Regions from separate parts of the Oryctolagus cuniculus genome. Here region 2 is linked to region 1. A link is a contact called in public Hi-C data. All regions are on one chromosome and are shown on one strand. Each heading gives the region's core, a stretch centred on a gene start, on an enhancer-like site or on the middle of the called end of the contact. The rest is flanking DNA. Distances are from core to core; before and after follow the strand shown. Region 1 overlaps ACOXL (acyl-CoA oxidase like). Region 2 holds the start of BCL2L11 (BCL2 like 11).

Region 1 (6,739 bases), core at 2,069-4,568:
GTGCTCCTCAGAAGCCCTCTGGCTACCCCTGATCTCAAGCCAACCTCACAGGCACAGAATGCCCATTCCTCAGTCTACCTCCTTCTGCTACAACCATGGCCTCTTCAAACTCTACGTCAGAGGAACTTCCCTGCAAAGCAGGCAAGATCCCACCACCCCAAACCATGGAAGCATCTGGAAAAACCACTCATCTTCCCAGGAGCAGGGGAGGGTGCCTCTCCTGGGGGACGTGGCAGCAGTTATGTGCTAAACACAAGAAACAGTCCTGCCACTGAGGCACCTGATGTTGAGGTTGGGGAGACACCTGCACCTGTATCTGCTTGAATTGAAAAATAGACCAAGGAGTGCTACACAGTGGCCAAAAGATGCCCTTTCCTATGGACATAAGCCAGGCTGCAGGGAGTGGCAAGAGTCTGTAAGTAGAAGAGCTTGTTAATACTGCAGTCCAGCCATGCAGCTCTGGTGGTGCTGGACAGCGAGACGTCCTCACAGAAGGAGCCCGTGCTGGAGCCAGCCCTCCACCCCTGCTCCCCGAGGGACGAGCAAGAGGGAGAAGGGCAGAGCAGGTCTACAAAGCCCAGGTCTCACTCTGAAACCCTTGCTGAGGCAGGGCACTCCACAGCCCTGTGGTGGGGTGAGGGAAGGGTAGGGCAAGGCCAGGTGTGCATGTAAGGAAACATCTCTGCTGGTGGGAGTAGAGGAGGCACCCTCTTCTTAACTCCCTAGGCAAGTTCAAGTCACACAGTGACCAAAGCAAGACCCACTGCCATCCTTGATCCCCTGCATTGGCCCCAGGCCCTCTGCACAGGGGTGAGGCTCTTTCCTCCACCTCTCCCACACCCACTGTGTACCCTATGTCTTACTGCACCACTGTCATGGCTGCCAGCCCTTCATCCTGTCCATCTGCTGCTGACTGTCTGGACAGAGCTCCTGCAGGCGATCCTTCCTTCTCAGGCTCCCCGTGGCTCACGAGTGCCTGTCTCTTGTGGCCCTGGCTCACCTGTCTACTTGGTCTGCTTATCCCCAGCACACTCTCCAAGCAGCCACATTAAGCTCTCTGTTCATCCACAGCTGGAGCTCCCTGGCTCACTCCTCCATGTCTGCACGTCTGGTCTCGCTTCTGCCCGGACCATCCCTCCTCGCTTTGTCCACCAATTTCTGCTGGTCCCTCAGAGCTCAGTATAAGGTTTTGGGGGGATTCATCTCTGAATGGCTTTTGCTGTCCTTGGTGGCCCTGGTTCTGGTCCTGATGCAAACTCTATTACAGCATTTACCCCACATTCCCTGGCATTGCTGTTTCTAGTCCCTCTGCTCCTCAGCCCTCCCTCCTCCTAATGAACCCCCATGTGCCAGGGTAAAAACAGATAATTCAGAGAACAGAACCCTAAAAAGCAATCTCAGGGCTGATGCTGTGGTGCAGCACGTTAAGCAGCCACCTGCAATGCCGGCCCATTTCAGATTGCAGGTTCAGGTCCCAGCTGCTCTGCTTCCGATTCAGCTCTGCTAGCGCACCTGCGAGAGCAGTAGGAGATGGCTCGAGTACTTGGGCCCCTGCCACCTGTGTGGGAGACCCATGGATGGAGTTCTGGAATTCTGGTTTCTTTTTTTTTTTTTTTTTTTTTTTTTTTTTTTTGACAGGCAGAGTTAGACAGTGAGAGAGAGAGAAAGGTCTTCCTTTTTCTGTTGGTTCACCCCACCCACCCACCCCAAGTGGCCACTACGGCCAGCGCATTGCTGCCAGCACGCTGCGCTGATCCGAAGCCAGGAGCCAGGTACTTCCTCCTGGTCTCCCATGTAGGTGCAGGGCCCAAGGACCTAGGCCATCCTACACTGCACTCCCGGGCCACAGCAGAGAGCTGGACTGGAAGAGGAGCAACCGGGACAGAATCCGGTGCCCCAACAGGGACTAAAACCCGGTGTGCCGGCGCCACAGGTGGAGGATTAGCCTAGTGAGCCGCAGCACCAGCCATGGGATTCTGGTTTCTCCCTGGATCAGCCCCAGCCACTACAGCTATTTGGGGAGTGAACCAGCACATGGAAGATCTCTCCCCCACTCTGTCCCTCTGCCTTTCAAGTAATAAATCTTCTCTTTTTTAAGATTTATTTATTTGTTTGAAAGGCAGAGGGACAGAGAGGCAGAGACAGAGAAAGAAATCTTCCATCCCTCATTCACTCTCCAAATGGCCACCTTGGCCAAAGAACTAATTAGAGGAAAGTTCCCCAGAATGAAAAGAGATGCTAGCTTTCATATTGAAAAGGTGTAACAAGTGCCAAGCAGGATACGGAAAATCAGACCTAAATACACCACTGAGAGATTTCCACATACCTAAGATAAAGAGCTTGCAGAGCTAAAGGACAGGTGTACCCCAGGGGAACAAATGACTTCCCATCCACAGGCTTGGTGCTAGAAGATCATGGAGCAGCACCTGTAAAGTTGGGGGGGCGGATTATTTTCAACCCAGAAATCTCAGCTAAACTACTATCAAATATGAAGGCAAATTACAGGCTATTTCAGACAGACTAGTACAAGATCCAAATGTTCCCACCCACACACCCTTCCAGGACAAAGTACTTGAGTATATACTACAACAAAGCCAGAGGAAAGCCAGCCAAAAAGATAACAGGGGATTAAGCAAAAGGTGTGCTCTCAGAAACCTAGCAAAAAAGAAATACCCAGATGATAACTGCTATTCAAATGTCAGGCTGATCAAAAATCAAAAAGAAAAATCAATGGACTCCATGAGATCTTTGAGGAGAATAACGGTGTAGATTGCACGCAGCAGATAAAAGGAGCAAGAAGCTGGAAGACCTGAGTTCTATGTTGATGAAGGTATATGTTCCTTTTCCAACCAAGAAAAAAGAGAGGCAATCAAAACTCCAAGAGAAAGCAAAACCTATGAAAATGCAGTCATCTAAATATCAAGCAAACAAAAATATGATTTTAAGTAATCAATACAGTGTAAGAAAAATTATCCCATTTGACCTTGATGCTAAGAATGGCACACTTCAGATTTAAAGGTGTTGTGACCTCGGGCCTACAAGAGGAAATATAATCCTACACGGTTCCTACAAGAGGAAATATAATCACTACATGGTTGTGTGGTGAGCAACGCTTCCCGGCCCTGATCCCAGTAATGTAACATGAAGCTGGGTGATGGGTACAGAAGGAAACGTAGAAGATGCTTCAGCTTGATGACAGCTGACGAGTGAGAGTGGATGGAAAGCAATCAAGAACTAGAGTGGTTAGCACAGGAAGCGGAGGTTTAGGAGTAAGAGGACACCTCAAAATGCCCACGGAAACGGGAGAGAAAGGGAAGTTCCACAGCAGGCATCTGGCCCAGTGGCTAATACACTGGGAGAGGCACCTGCACCCGCCGTGGGTCCTCGTTCCAGCTTTCTGCTCCTGCAGACTGTTGGAGGTAACAGTGACGGCTCAGGGGGTGGTGCCTGCCACCTCCCTGTCAGATCTGGTTTGAGTTCCTGGCTCCCGACTTTGGCACAGCCCAGACCCAGCCATTGTGGGCATCTGGGGAGTAGATTTTCTCTTCTCCATCTCCCCCATATCTGTCAAATAAATCAATTGTTTAAAAAAATATATGAGTTTGGTGCAAAAAAAATGGAAATCTATGTGTACTTTTTTCATAATTATATTTTTCATGAATATTTTGAAGATTCCTCATATTGGTAGATAAGCTGGTTGGTCTTGATGGAGTTAAAAAGGATGTAGGGTGGGCATTGGGCATAGCAGTTAAGATGCCCCCTGGGGTGCCCAAAGCCCATATCAGAGTGGCTGGGTTGGAGTCCAGGTTCCTCTGCTCCCAGTTCTGGCTTCCTGCTAGTGTACACCCTGGAAAGGCAGCAGGTGATGGCTGACGGGGTTGGGTTTCTACCACCCATGGGGGAGACCTGAATGGAGTTTCCAGCTCCTGGGTTCTGCCTGGCTCAGCCCTAGCTACTGCAGACATTTGTGGAGTGAGCCAGTAGATGAGAGCTCTGTCTGCTTTTTGCTCTGTCTCTTGGCATTTCAAATAAATACATAATTTTAAAATAATAACAATTATGTAAAATTTGAAAAATTGTGAAGGTAAAAAATTGAAAGAGGGCACGGGGTGCAGTGTTATGTCAGTGAACTAAGCTCTCATCTCTCACGGCAGAGACACAGAATCATCTACAGTTGATAAAAGTGCATTGAGCCACCACTGGGGAAGCCTCTACCTCAAATCAGAGTGCCTGGGCTCAGGTCCCACCTCTGCTTCTGGTCCAGCTGCCTACTGATGTACCTGGGTCCCTGCCACCCACGTGGGAGACCCAGATGGGGTTCCTGGCTTCTGGCTTCAGCCTGGCCCAGCTCTGGCTATTGTAAGCTTTTAAGGACTGAGTTAGAGGGTAGAAGATAGCTATCCATATATCTATCTATTTCTTGTTCTTTCAAGTAAATAAAAATAAATAAATAAATTTTAAAAATAAAGTTGATAGATCAAAACAGTTATAACTCATGAATATTGCACTAACCATAATTTTACTTGCCTCCATAGCATTCATAACAGCTTTCTGGAGACAAATTTAAATGGCCCAGCTCACTCTTTAAAATTTATCTAAGGAAGTGTTAACTTTCTTTTTTTTAATTTATTAAATTCCATTTTAGTAGGCAGATAAATTCAAAGTCATTTCACTGGATTGAGTTCAAGAAAAACCTCCCCCTGGATCCACCCAATAGACGTTTGTCATCAATGGCCCTTTTTCCCATCAAAGGACGTCAAAGCAGATTGGATCAGCCTTCTGCCACACCTCTCCCACTCCCAGCTCAGCTCTCTACAAGGCTGGCAGTGCCACTGGAAACAAATCAGATCCCAAGTCCCAATAGGGAAGGAGATCTAGATTCTGGCCCAGCCACTAACCATTTGGCATCAGCCAGATCCCCAGTTTGGATGAAATATCCTCATTTTTAAGTGTGGACAACAAATTTTTTTAACCTTTCATTTGGTTTGGTTGGTTTGGTTTGGTTGATATGGTTTGGTTGATTTGGTCTTGGTTTGGTTTGGTTTTGTTGGCTTGGTTTGGTTGGTTGGGTTGATATGGTTTGGTTGACTTGGTTTTGTTGGTTGGTTTGGTTTGATTTGGTTGATTTGGTTTTGTTGGTTTGGTTTGGTTTGGTTGCTTTGGGTTTTTTGGTTGGTTTAGTTTGGTTGGGTTGGTTGATTTGGTTGGTTGGGTCGGGTTGGTTTCATTTGGTTTGGTTTGATTTGGTTTGTTGGGTTGGTTGGGTTTCATTTGGTTTGGTTTGGTTGATTTGGTTTTGTTGGTTGACTTTGTTGGTTTGGTTTGGTTGCTTTGGTTTGATTTAGTTGGTTGGTTTAATTTTGTTGGTTGGTTTGGTTTTGTTGATTTGGTTGGTTGGTTTGGTTTGGTTTGGTTGATTTGGCTTTGTTGGTTGGTTTGGTTTGGTTCAGTTGGTTTGATTTTGTTGGTTGGGTTGGTTGGTTTGGTTGGTTTGGTTTGGTTGATTTGGTTTGTTTGGTTGGTTGGTTGGTTTGCTTGATTTGGCTTTGTTGGTTTGGTTTGGTTCAGTTGGTTTGATTTTGTTGGTTTGGTTGGTTGGTTTGGTTTGGTTGATTTGGTTTGGTTGGTTGGTTTGGTTTGGTTGATTTGGTTTGGTTGGTTGGTTGGTTTGGTTTGGTTTGGTTAGTTGGTTTGGTTTGGTTTGGTTTGGTACCAAATGCAATATAAATGCAACTGTGCCCCAAGTGGTCCAGGAGTGCCAGTAAGCAGGGCTCACGTGGGCACCTAAAGAACCTCTTTCCTGAGGACCTCAGAGCCACCCCAGGGTTAATTTGCACCCCAGCCCCAGAGTGAGGCCCAGAAACCCTGGGCACACTCAGTTTCCTCATCCAGAAAATGGGAGTCACCACAGCATCTGCCACACAGGGTAGCTGTGATGACGGCATGAGTGATTGTGTGGAGAGCACTCAGCACAAGTGAGCTACTCTGTGACAGTGGCCTGAGCTGTCATGACCTTTCTCTGTGGAATCTACTGAGGATGGGACAAAGGAATGGAACAAGGAAGTGTGCAGTGAGGGGAAGGGGCAGTGCCCTTCACAAGCCCCTGTGCTGCTGCAGATACCATGCATCAGACAGCAAAGCCCCTAAAGACAGAGACACAGCCATCAGTCATCCAATCCGACCTCTGAGGGGCACACACAATGGTGCCCAGAGGCAGGTGACAGGGCTCTGTGCAGAGACGAGGCTCCCCCAGCTGCAGCCTGGGCATCCTTTCTAACCGTCTCAGGTGAGCAGGCAGGGAGAAGCAAGCCTCTGCATTAGCGGGAGCCCAGCCCAGTACATTTGAAAGCTGTCTACACTTGCGTCAGCATTGTGACCTGGATCACAGCTGCCACGGTCCCAGCAGAGGGCTTGAGGAGCTGGGGTTTACAAACGGCCTGCTCCACGCTGGTGACTTGATTAAAGGGAGCTCTGCTCTTCGAAATGTCACAGTCACAAACATCTAACTTTGCTGGCCACATCAAACAGGGAGGAATGCCTGAGAACTCTCCTCTCCTACAGCAGAGAAAAACCCCTAGCCTGCCACATGCTCTCAGGAGGTCCACCAACGAACGTGACCTGGGTGCTCGACTCAGAGGGGAACAGCTGGGTGCCGGCCCCAGGTCTTCGTGCCAGAGAGCTGAGGCCTCTATTAGAAATGTTTCTGGGGCTGGCACTGTCACACAGCTTGTTAAGTCAC
Region 2 (6,853 bases), core at 2,635-5,134, 300 kb before region 1:
AGAAGACGGCCCAAGTGCTTGGGCCCCTGCACCTGCGTGGGAGACCGGGAGGAAGCTCCTGGCTCCAGGCTTCGGATTGCAGCCATCTGGGGAGTGAACCAGCAGATGGAAGACCTCTCTCTCTCTCTCTGCCTCTCTGTAACTCTGCCTTTTAAATAAGTAAATAAAATCTTAAAGAAAAAAAAAAGTTCAAGCACTTTAAAATGAAATCCTAGATAGGAGCAAAAAAATGCACCCAGAACGAAAAAGCCCCCATGACCTCAGTTGGAACTCAACTCCGCAGCCCCAAACAAAATAGCGCCCCAGCGTCCAGGGCTCAGGCGCACACACAGCAGCGGCTCGGCTGCACTGTACCGGCATGTGCTCCTCGCGCTAGACAGACCCGCACCAGCCCGAACTCCCAGCGGGCTGCCCAGCGGGCTCTGATTTCCCGGGATCAGCCGGCGCTGCAGCCCAGGGCCAGGCGCAGATGCAGCGATTGCAGGCGGCTGGCCGCGTTCCCCGCTCCGGCCCCATTGTTCGCCGAAAATGCTGAGGGCAGCAAGTCTGGGGAAGGTTTGGCAGCGGCCGCAGTCGTAGTAAGTGCGTCACAATAGAGTTTGTAACTCCGAGCGCGGCTCGGCCCGGCTGCGGTGTTCCCCGATCGCCCTGCGTTCCCGCTCCCCGCCCGCGCGCCGCGCCGAACCGGAAAGAACTTCTGCACGGTGCGGCGTTCCTGCGAGGCGCGCGCCTCCGAACGGACAAACCCCCGACCCCCCCACCGTCCCCGGAGCCTGCCCCGGCAGCCCCCTCCAGCAGAAGTTCACAGCTCGCTCCGCACGCCAGGCGCCCGAGACCCTCCCCTTGCAAAGCAGGCAAGCAAAACTCACGTCCGCCCCTTCCCTTCCGAGCGTGGCGTCCGCGCCCGGGCCCCGCGGCGTCCGGCCCGCGCCCTTCGCCGACCCGGCGCCCCCAGACCGTCACCACGAAGGCGGCGCTGGAGACAAAGCCCGGCGCTCGGGCTCACAGCCCCCTGGGCAGCGCAGAGCCCACGCCTGCCCGCCCGTCCGCTGCCGCCGCCGCCGCTGCTGCGATCCCCCGGGTGGCCGAGGGCTCCGCGCGCCGAGCCTCCAGCCCGCGCCGCGCCTCCAGCCCGCGCTGCCCCGGCCGCCGCCGCCGGGAACATCCTCCGCCTCCTCCCGCTCCTCCCCTCGCGCACTGCGCCCGCCGCCGCCGGCACCACCGACCTCCCCGCGCCGCTGGCGCCGGGTGCCCGCGCTCCCAATTGGCCCGAGCGCGATCGCTCGGCGCCGCAGCCAATCGGCAGCGGAGGCGGAGGCGGCGCCTACGGGTCAGGCCGCCAAAGGCGAGGCGATTGTTGACAAACTCGCCTCCGAGCGCCTCTCCGCCAGCCGCGGCGACAGCCCTGGCGGAGGCTCCGGGGGGCTCGGCTGCCCCGGCCTCCCCTGCGCCCGGTCGGACACCGCGCGCGCCTCGACAGCTCCCGCCGCCGCCCCGGCAGCCGGTCACCTGGAGACAAAGCAGGAGCCGCAGGGCCGCCGTCACACCCCGTGCCTTAGCCACTCGCCCCTAGGTTCAGGCCGGTCGGAACGAGGACCTCTGCGGTCGCCCCGGCCGCGGTGGCAGCTCTCTCCAACTTTCCCCCCCCTTCTCCCGCGCGCAGCGGGCCAGCCCCAAATCAGAGCGCGCACATCCATGTCCCCACCCTCCGCGACGGGCAGGTTCTCAGCCCGCAGCGCCCACCCCCGGGGGCACGGCCTGCAGCCCACGGCGCCTCCAGCGGACACCGCAGATGGGTTATGGGTGCGCTTGGGCACGCTCGAACTAAGACAGCCCGGCCCCGCGCACCGGGCAGGTTTTGCCAGCCGGGGCTCGTGGCCCTGGTTGTAAGGGGAGGCCCTGGAGCTCTCGCTGTCTGCGGATCGTGCGGCTTGGCACCGCCCGCAGCACATCCACAGACCGAGCAGGGACACCCCCAGGCGTGTCCGAGAAGGCGAACGCAGAAACTGCTCCGACTCCTCTGCTTGAAGAGGTAAAAGGAAAAGCCCACTATCCTGTTAAGTAGCCACCACAGTTCCGCAAACCCTCTGCAACCGGCCGCGCGCTCCAGAAAAGCAGAGCGCCGCTCGACCGCAGGCCGCGACCCGTGGCCGGGCAGCGAGATCTCCCGGCTGCGCGTGCGGGGCTGGTACCTCAGAGCGGACCCCAGCGCCCGAGCCAGCGCCTCTCCACCCGGGTCCGCGACGCTGCACCGTCGCGCACCAGACCCCGGCCCTAGCCACACTTCGGCCAAGGGCATGCAACCCCTGCGCGGATGACCCTTCCTGTTGCCGGAGAGGGGACACGATGGGCACCAACGCCGCCTCCCGCCCGGCGACAAGCGGGACGGAGACGCGCGCGTCTGCCCGCACGTGCGCGGGAAGCGGGCGGTGGGTGGAGCCGTTCGGGCCCCTGTGCCTGTCTCCCATCCGTTCCCGGCCCGCTGCCCGGGGTTCAGGCATTTTTACCTTGCGCTTCTCAGTCCGAGAATCAGAGTCAGACATTGGGGGGAGGTGGGTCAGGGGAAGGGCGCCGAGGCGGTGGCGACGGGATCGGGACGGGCCAGGCAGTCCGAGGCGGTGTTGGCCGCAATAGGGCAAGGCTGGCAGGGTGGCTAAGAGGATCCGGCAGCGGCAATGCTGGATGGAGCGCTCCGACGAGCTGGAGAAGCCGCGGCGGCGCCGAGCGAAGTGAAACCAGCGCGGCCTTGCAAGCCCAGCTCGGGCTCGCCGCCCCGCGCCCGCGCCCAATCACCGCGGGCCCCGCCCCCACACCCCGCCCCCGGCCGGCGGGCGCGCAGGCCCCGCCCCCGTGGCGCCCGGGCGGCCGGCGCGTGCAGGTTCCCACAGGTGAGGGCGGGGGAGGGCCCGCTGGGGGCCCCGCCGCGCGCGCTCGCAGCCTCGCGCGCCGCCCGCCCCGGCGTGTTTACCCTGCGGGCGGCGGTGTGAGCGCCCAACCCCCACCCCGAAGGGTGACATCGCCGACGCGGGCCGGGGTCGGCCTCTCGGAACTATCTGGGCACGCTGTGAGGGGCTGGCTCCGGGGCAGGTGCCGGGGCTGGGGTGGCCCTGAAGAACTCGCGGACGCGGGGCTGGATACCGTGGCTCTGAGCTCTGCGGGCGCCAAGGAACCCCGAGCAGCCGACGGCACATCCCCTTACCCACCCACCCCGCAGCCGCGCTCGGCGCGGGCCCCGCAATAACTCTCCAACTTTTGTCCCGCTCTCTGTGGGCATCGAGAGACCCCGAGCCCGTGGTGGGACGGGGAGTCGAGGGAAGGGGCCAGGGGCTGAAGTAAGCAGGCGTCTTCCCCGCAGCCCTGGTGCGGGGCAGGATGCGAGTGTGCGCAGAGCGGATGAAAATAGGGAAATGAAAAAAGGACTCGAAAATGAATCATTTGAACAAAAAATAAAGACACCGAGGAGGGCCGCCGACCCCAGGTGCGGGAGAAGCCTACACCCGCAGCTCGGGGGAGACCCCTGAGGTTTGCCGAGCGGGAATCCCTGGAGGAGGGAAGGCTGACGGCGATGTCTGGACCACGCTGGGAGAACCGAGCGGAGGCGCGACTTCTCCCGCCGCTCCTCCACGCGTGCCCCTGATCCCTTGTCCCGCGGAGACCGAACTCCGCGCCCCGCCCTGCCATCCCCCGGCGGCGCACCGCGGACCGCCGCCTCCCTGGCACGCGGCCGGTGGCCCGACCCCTGCCGGCCCCTAGCGCACCTGCGAACCCCCAGCCCCAGGCCTCCAGGTGACCATGGGGAAGGAGCGAGAGGTGGATCGCAAAGGGAACTTCGCGCCGGGGAGGGCAGCCCAGCCGGATCAGGGAAACTCGATTCCGAGGCTGCCCGACCCCGCACCCGGCCAGCGCGGGGAGGGAAGGGGCCTTGGCATGGGGAGGCGGCGTCCTGCCGCCCGGCCGCCTGGGTCGATGGTGACGTTCCTAAGCAGATCGAGCGTCAGCGTGACACAGCACAGCCCCAGGTTAAAGTCTCCTTCGAGGTGAAGGAGGCCGCGGGTTCCGGGAGAAGCGGGAGGAGGCGCGCCGGGCCCCGCCCGGGAGTTTCGCTGCAAGAGGGCAAGGGCGTGGGCGTGGACAGCGCCGAGTGGACTCGGAGGCCCAGTCAGCCCGTCTGCCTTCGACGATCGGACCAACTCTCCGCGCCTTGGCGGCCCCGCGTCGCCCCCGGGTGCAAGCACCGCAGCCTTGGCCGCGCAAGCCGCTGCCCCGAGCGTTCAACGGGGCTGGGCGACAGTCAAGGGCCCAGAAAAGAACCACGCAGCAGAGCGCCCCTTGGCTCAGTGTCCGCGCCTGTACAGCTCCAGCGCCCCCGGGGCGCCGCGCCAGGGACCCGGTGAGCGCTTCAAAGCGCACAGGCTTCGGGGAGAGAGCACCGGGCTGCGCGCTCCTGTCTGGAGCGCTACCCCGAGACCGGGTCCCGCGTTCCCCGCCGCGTGGAGCGCACCTCCGGAAAAAGCGCCCGAGCGCACGGAAGGGTCGGTGGGCGCTGAGTCACCGATCCTGGACGTCGCCCTCGCGGACGCAGGCAGCGCAGCAGCCCTTCTGTCTCTGCCTCGGGACCTTAAAGGAGGGGAGAGGGCAGAAGGCTTGGGGCCGAGAGAAGAATGCAGTCGGGCACACGAGATTAGAATAGGAAAGCTATGGCTTGCGCCTCGGACCACGGGAGTGGGAGTTCCAAAACCAGTTTGCTGCGGCATCTCGCGGGGGCCCGCCTCCCGGTTCTCGGCGAGCCGCGGGAGCCTGCTTGCTTTATTTGGTTGTGTCGGTGTGCGCCTTCCAAACGCAGATGACAGCTTCCGAGGGTCGCGAAAGCGCCGGCCCGGAGACCTGCTGGGGCGGGCGCACAGCCCCAGGCCCCCACTCCTACCTCTACCCGGCCTTTCTTCACCGAGTCCAACAGGATCTGCCTCTCTGAAAGAGCTTCGGCCGCCGAACTGAGCCTTCGCCTGCGCGCACAACGGGTGGAACCTTTATTTTTCCGCTTTTGCCTGAGGGTGTTTGATTTTCAGGTTTTGCTTTTTATTTTTTCACCCAGCACCACTTTTTTTTTTTTTTAATCACCAGAAATCTGAGTCACCTTTGGCGGCACCCGACCGTGGGGCGCGCCTGTGCGGAGAACTCACCGCGACCGTCTAGCGGGGTGCGGGGTTGCAGGGAGAGAGCAAGGCGCCGCACTAACTGTGCGGCTAGCGACGCGCGGCGCCAGTTTCGGCGGGACTCGGGTCGCCGCGGGCACGGCTCGGCGCGTGCCGGTCCGGCCTCTGCCCCAGCTCCGGGCGGCAGCGGCGCGAGCGGCGCGCGGGCCACTGCGCCTCCCGCCACGCCCGTTACAGCTTGGCTCGCTGCTCCGGCCGCGGGGAGGGCGGCCCTTCGCGGGCCAGCGGCTGCAGGCAGGCGGGATAGAAGGCCCAGGCGGCCCGCGGGTTGGGGATCCCGGCGATGGGTGCGTGGAGGCTGGTCCTTGGGATGTTGAAAGCAGAGATCACCCTGAGGGCGTCGTCTCTCACGGAGTTGCACAGGTCCAGCAACTGGAAAACAGGACGCAAAGGCGTGGATCAGACCTTGGGCGCGCTCGGAGAGATCTGGGCCCGGCGGCTTTCCCACCAGGCCCAAAGACCCACACACCCCGCGCCCTCAGAAACTGGTTTCTCTTCGGATTTCTCGGGACCCAGGCGGGTCGAAGCCACCGGTCGTGAATGGCCCTCGGGAGCCCCTTTACATGTTAGAAATTCCCAACTCCGTGACACTTGGCCCTGCAGAACCCCGAAATTTGGAGCGGCGGCGGCTGTGCCTCCGTGTCGGCCGCGGAGCTGGACACGGAGGCCTCAGAATTCGTCAATGTTCCTCTTCCCTGCGCTCCGTTCCTCCTCCCCGCCCCCGCCCGCCGCCCGCCGCCCGCCGCCCGCCGCCCGCCGCCGCCGCCTTCGCCTGTCTTCCGCAGCTAGTCGCCTCTGCAGTGCCTGGGGTGCCACCCTCTGGTGCGCAGACGCAACTGAACGGGAAGCGCCTCAGAGCAGGTGAACTCGTGGACACCCGGCCCGCCGGCCCACGCTAGCGCCCTCTGACACATGGCTGGCCACAGCCCTGGCGCTTGGCACGGTGGGTCGGCGGGCCGACATTGGGCTGGCACCCTCGAGCGCTGTCCACCGGAGGCTGCGGGTGATCACCTTGTCCTTAACTTGAAAGCTCCGCGGATAGCCCCAGCTGTTCAGACAGAAATCACTGGCCGAGGGGAGAGGAAGATGCGGGCCGGTACCTTGGACAAGCTGCCCTGGGTGCGTGTTTATTTTCATTTCCATAGTTTAGGTGCCAGCACATTTTATTTTATTCCCAGAAAAAAAGAAAGCTGCCAAAAATAATGCTTTTTCTAAAGTTAAACAAAGGCCAGCACTGTGGGCCTCTATGTTTCAAGTTTGCAGTTGTAAACTCTTGTCACCCCTGGAATCTCAGTGAGCACCCATGTTGTCTTGGTTTAAAAATATCACATGAGCCCACCTTATCCTCACCTGGCCCTCACTAGGGTGAAGACCGCGGTTTCTTTGACAGTGGGACAGAATGCCATTTCAGGTGTTCAGAGAACACCAAAAAAGGCAGGGCCCCCAAAAGCGGGTGGAGTAATGGGAGCCAAGTGGGGGACAGCATGAATGGTACAGGCCCAACCCCACTCCTCCGTGAAAACGTGCTCTATTACACCAGTAATGTCTAATGCAAACTTCATTCTCCACACGCTGTGGTTAAGCACCATCAAATCAGTACTGAAAAGACTTTGATCATATTTGCAAGATGCACTAAGATG

The links. Hi-C and Micro-C count contacts between places; a contact is called where the count stands out from the background.
Region 2: a Hi-C map of psoas muscle shows a contact between it and region 1, with 5 times the contacts expected there. The contact joins the promoter of BCL2L11 here to the enhancer-like site in region 1. A contact is called at or near these places in 2 of 6 Hi-C or Micro-C datasets (psoas muscle and an unstated tissue).

The regions. Positions count from the first base shown.
Region 1 is chr2:112,148,465-112,155,203 of mOryCun1.1, reverse strand. All of the region lies in intron 9 of ACOXL (acyl-CoA oxidase like), which reads right to left. Among named protein-coding and RNA genes, the nearest start is that of ACOXL, 75 kb to the right of the region's middle. Within about 2 kb of position 3,318, at least 1 of the 8 cell types and tissues checked has an H3K27ac peak or open chromatin away from gene starts, as enhancers often do.
Region 2 is chr2:112,444,781-112,451,633 of mOryCun1.1, reverse strand. It overlaps BCL2L11 (BCL2 like 11), which reads right to left and starts at 3,884. Exons shown (of 4, transcript XM_051836363.2): 1 at 3,759-3,884. ACOXL (acyl-CoA oxidase like) reads right to left here. Exons shown (of 19, transcript XM_051836339.2): 19 at 3,759-5,585. The coding sequence ends at 5,385.